2 separate regions of the Bombyx mori genome follow, and region 2 is linked to region 1. A link is a contact called in public Hi-C data. All regions are on one chromosome and are shown on one strand. Each heading gives the region's core, a stretch centred on a gene start, on an enhancer-like site or on the middle of the called end of the contact. The rest is flanking DNA. Distances are from core to core; before and after follow the strand shown.

Region 1 (2,801 bases), core at 211-2,710:
TTCAGGTTTTTCGTTTTAGTTTAACGCGATACCGACTCTTGAATAGGTTTTTAATGATTTCGTTTAAATAATCTTTTATTAGCTTGCTTCAATTGGTTGGTTGTAATCTTAATGAATTGTCAAGTATATTTCCGACGAAGAGAAAATCGTGTAGGTAACGATTGAAAAAGTTATTTGTGTGCGTTGTACAAGAATGAATGTGCAATGTATTATTTGGTTTTAACCACAAAATAATTTCCAAGCTGAAGATTTAAAGTCGTTTTAGACTAGCAAAATTTCATATTCTTAATTTTTAAAATATAGCTGTCAATTTATTCCCTGTTATTTCTTTAACAAGAATCTTCTTAGAGCGGTAATTAAGATTGAAATCATCTGAGTTCAGCGGATCTTGTTTCTGTTAAAATGTACTTACTACTTAAATTATTAAACATTCAAAAGGGCAATCAATTTTGTTTCATCGTGCGACCCTTTTTTTCTTTGCTACACTCTCGCTGCTTATTCGAAGGCGATTTCTATTTCATTGATTTTAGCGTCATGGTGGAATCGAGTTGAACATATAAACAAAATAGGAAAAAGTGCCCTGATCGTGTTATCGGTCATACATTTGTGTGAGGTGCTGCTTTGATAATGATGTGGCGTCACGGGCGGTCACAATGGCGTGTTGTAAATGGTACCGTTTATCGCGAGTTTCGATAATGCACACCGAGGCAACGAGTCCATCACGAACAATGGCCGGCGCGAGGCAGCACGCACCGTTACGCAACCCCGCCTTGTGCCAGTTTTTCCTCTAGTCAGTTTACATACAGATTCTAAAATTCGTATCGTCCTGAGGATGACAAGTTATTATGAACATCAAAATGCAGAGCGAGCCACCGGGCGTTGCGCGTGCACACGTCCCGCGCCCCCCGCTGCCGGCGTCCCCTCCCTGCGATCAGCTGACCGAACTCTCCAGCGCCCCCTGCTCGCCGCGCCGGTGCGTCACGACTCCACGTACACACCGCCGCCCACTCGCACCACCAGCAAGTGCCGAGCGATGAGCTCTCTTTCGCCGCTCGGACTCATAATATTAATTAGACCGCCAATTGATACGAAGTTCGACACAACGAGCCCTTATGAACCACGGCCAATTCTGCGTGTACGAATAGAGGTGAACGTGCGACGCGTGGCGTTCTGCGAGTGAATTTCAGGCTTTCTTTGTTTACGCGGGGTGAGGCGAGCCGGGAGCGCGCGGGGGACGCCGACCGCGTGCCACTCAAGGTCAAGAGCGTGGGGCGCGGCGCCACACGCAGCCGGCGCGGGCTACTCACCGGCCTGCAGGCGCCGCTCCTGGAGCTCGATGTACCGCGCCGCCTCGAGTAGCGTGTCGAGGAGGCTCATGTCGACCGCGGCAGGCGCGCGCGGTCCCGGCGCGCCCGCTGTCACGCCGCGACTGGCACGCGGGCCCGGTGCCGCTCACGTGGCCGCTGCCGCCGCCGGCCAATGGGTGTCGAGCGCGCCGGTCACGTGACGACGCCGGCCGACCAATAAACATCATCGTAGCGTTGACAAGGCGCGGGGCGTGCGCGATCGATGTCGTTGCAACCATCGTGAACTATCGCATGCATGCCCCCGCCCGTAAGCCGGTGACGCGGCACGTTCCACACTTGTTTATCTGTTATTTTTCCTGTGCTATGTATGTACGTGTCGCCAGTCGTTATTAATGCTAGCACGATGCGTTATTTTGGACGAAAACCTAAAGAGATTCGCAGCAAGTCAACGAAACCCCGCGTTTATCATATTGCGACGAGTCTGTATACGTGCGAGACTTCGACCGACTTTCACTTCCTCGATAGCCGCTCCACAACATCAAACAAGTTGCATGAGTAAGGTGAAGTGAAAATGTGTTATCGGCTTTTCATTATGCGTATTTCTAAACGCATTGTGTCAATGGTTGTAGACAGTAAGTAAAGTTATAAAAGATAAAATATCAATCATCAAGAACAAAGGGATGTGATATGATGTAATGTAATAGAATGAGTAAACTAAACAAATAAGGTGCTCACATACATACTTACTTATCTTCAAGTACTTTTTGTGTTTCCATGTGCCATCTTCAAAGAATGTTTAATTACAACTACAAATTATTTTAGTTAAAAGCTGCTTGACTAAAATATATTGTACCTATGAACAATTGAATGATAAAAATGCATTAAAATGCGATGGATGGCGATGGTATCAACTTCAAGGAAATTGTACAAATACCTAATTTAACTACCTATGTATTTAAAACCTTTCATTTTCCTGTAACTGATGATAGATAGTGTCACCTATATAAAGTAGCTATCGCTCAATGTAACTTCATAATTATAGTTGTTGAACATAATAGGTAGGTATGTATGTATGTAGATATTTAAATGTACCTAAGTATTTTATTTGATAATTGGCTATATCGATCCGCAATGTCCAGATGTAGTACCTATATTTTATACGCTTTATATGCCCGTAATACAAAATAACCATAATATAATGTAGATACAAATGTATTTACACTAAGTGTTGATAATAATTACTAAATGCACTCACTTTTTTATTATTTACGACGAATTCACGGCCGTCCTGGTGTTGTGGTAACCAACCAAATTACACCGTGCCGGAGCTCATAAACAAGAACTTAAACGCCGCAACCCACCTTGAGACATGAGGTCTAAATCTCTGTTTTATAGTTACAACGGCTGTCCCACCCTTCAAACCGAAACGCATTACTGCTTCACGGCAGAAATAGGCGGGCTCACCACCATACAAAGTGCATAAGGTATCCCATA
Region 2 (2,801 bases), core at 78-2,577, 34 kb before region 1:
AAATTGAGTTAATCTGCGGAATGATTTGGTATCACCGGTATTTTTCTCATAAATACTGTCAAAAGAGCGTAGTTTAGTTTTAATTATTTTTTTTTGTCTTCCTATGTTTTAAATACTATTAACAATAATTTATCTTACTTTAAAAGACAGATAATGTAACTGGTAAAAACAAAAAAATAATTGTTGCAAAGATGATTAATATTAAAAATATAATAATAATATGTTAAACTTTTAAAACACTCTCTTGTAGTTTAGTAAGTTTTGAGATTATACAGTTTTAGTGCGAGAAGACGATATGTTCCTGCTACTTACTACACACTCGCTCTTCCTTACATCGACGTTACCTATAAAATACAACTTGCTATCGAGCTGCTAATATCTATTTTAATAGTTTACACAAAAAACAACTTTTATAATATCGAATGTGGAATAAGACGAAACAATATCTCGAGTTAAGACTCACTTTTAAAAAGAAATCGCTTTGGTTCGTGCGTAGGTAGTTAAAAGTCTCAGTTTCTGGAACCTGATTTTCTTAATCGATTAATTTAGTGTTATTTTTATACTGAAGTGGCATCTATATTAGTTTAGAAGTCTACTTTGAAGAGGTAATCACGACATGATTCGCGCCAATATCTACTATTTAATTATGAGTTAATACTCTAAATCATTTTAATGTAAATCACTTGTATGTTGGATTAATTTTAACATCGTTAGCCCATTATCGATTTCACGATTCCGTCTCTGAGATTAAAGTCATGTTTCATTCTATAATATCTATTACAACAATGGAGATACAACTTGACCTCTTTGCAGTATCAGGCAGCATACAAAATCAGAGGTCGTGTAATATACGTGGACCGGTTGGCTGGTTATCAAACGACTAATATTTGAGCATTCAAGGTTAATTTGAATAAATTTTAATGCGATTTGAATGTTTTCAAACTATGTACCATACAGCGATAGGCATCGGATCGGGTGGGCTGCAAACTCGTCTGCCTACCAGGGCAGTAAAAAAAAACTTCTATGGCCGATGTTAGTAATGTACAGTATCTTTATTTTATATATTTTTAAATTTAATTTGATTGAAATCGAAAAATCTGTGTGTATCGTTTTATGACAGAACATTAAAAACAACAACGGATGCGAATCTCCAGCTGTTTTAGACAGCGCTGTTACTAGGAACACATACCCATGACTGGTGTTGCTCGTCGTACGCGGCCTGGAATGTTCTTGTGCGAAGTCGATGAGGGGTGCGGGGTGGGGGGCTGGCGCGGACACCAGCTCGAGGGCGGGCGCGGGGGGTACCGGTGACGGCGGTTTCACATTCACGATGCCGTTGCACGCCGTCACCGGCATCACCGTCGCTGAGCGCACTATCACAGGCGACTTCGGTTCCTCTTCTGTAAATAAAACTTCACGTTATTCCACTTTTATATTAACTAAGAGACAAAATCGTCCTGATGAAGCTGAAAAAAGCCACTGACTAATTGAAAAACAGTACCTAAGTAATCTAGTTTCAGATTTTCTGAAAATTCTGAAATATTTTATCGGACACTCACTCGGTCCGGTCAGTCGGTACTTGTCAAACCCATGTCAAACACGTCGTCGGCTGCAATACGTGGCGGTAAAGTACCAGGATCGCATAGAGGGCAAGAGGTTGCGTGAATGGCCGAATGAAACAGATGTATCAGTCAGAGTGAGATAGTACAAACGAACACGATATGACCTCGTTAAACGTTATACGATAACGTGCTGTATTTCTTTTACTTAGAGGTTATTATTGCCTGAACTAGACAAAATCAGTCACGCTGCAATGAAGAGTGAGACGGACTATATTAGCGCATTGTAGCGACAGAGAGGAATAGAAAGGCGTGGTCAGGCGTTACGGTTACGTCAGTACATGTGGCCTACACGCGCGCGTGCCAACCGTTTGTTTGTAGTTGGCACGCCAAAAATCAGCTGCTCGACGGAGTAGCACAAATAACAAGTAGCGGGACTCGGAGCCAGTGCCGGCGGAACAGACGCCCCGAATCGTGGCTGAGCATTAGATACAACGTGACCATGTTATCTGGCATGTCTTGTTTACAATCACTTACGGACAATATACGCGTCATTGTTTTAAGAAGGTCAATGTTTTATCTGACATCGTTCGAAACAGACGAATCGAAGTCGTGGAGCGTCGGAACAAAAACCGATAACATGATAGATTTTTAGGCGAGAGTTTTCGTCATAGAGTTACTATTCTAACTGGAGTGCTTACTTCGTTTGACATAAAAACTAAAAATATACTTTATGTCTATGGCTTAAAGTTTATTTTTAAATAGCAAAAGATGTAAGGAAAAACGGTCTGAAAAGAGAATGATTATTAAGTGGTGGTGTCCCTCTCGCACATTTTACAAACAAAAAGCAGTGTTGCTAGCTTAGCGGATTTTCCATAAAATCTCGGAATTTGGACCCCCGTCTTAGTTATCAAAAATGGCTTTTAGTGGTTAGTGGATTTTTTAGTAGCTTGGGCGTTGTTGAAAATTATCGAAAAGGTTAAAATCAATCCACTTTACAGGATTTTAAACATTTTATGACAATAATATATCTAAATACATATTATTTAAACGATGTGACTTAAACTTAACTAGAAAATGTTGCGAGAATTTAGAATTTCCATCAACGTCAAAAATTAAATTGGTTCAAAATAAACGTACAAAGTTATGGTGAAATTAGTTTCGGATGATGACAATTTATTAAAATAAATTATATAAGAAGTATTGATTATATGATATATATTGATTTTTAATAGAACATCA

Evidence for each region. A called contact is a pair of places that touch in the nucleus more often than the background predicts.
Region 2: a contact with region 1 is called in a Hi-C map of midgut, with 1.9 times the contacts expected there. The contact joins the enhancer-like site here to the promoter of LOC101740085 in region 1. A contact is called at or near these places in 3 of 7 Hi-C or Micro-C datasets (midgut and whole pupa).

Annotation. Positions count from the first base shown.
Region 1 is chr16:12,276,186-12,278,986 of ASM3026992v2, reverse strand. LOC101740085 (max-binding protein MNT) reads right to left here and starts at 1,460. Exons shown (of 12, transcript XM_038016501.1): 1 at 1,308-1,460. The coding sequence starts at 1,377.
Region 2 is chr16:12,309,882-12,312,682 of ASM3026992v2, reverse strand. LOC101740085 (max-binding protein MNT) reads right to left here. Exons shown (of 12, transcript XM_038016501.1): 2 at 1,190-1,400. Among protein-coding and RNA genes, the nearest start is that of LOC134200360, 3.9 kb to the right of the region's middle. Within about 2 kb of position 1,327, at least 8 of the 8 cell types and tissues checked have open chromatin away from gene starts, as enhancers often do.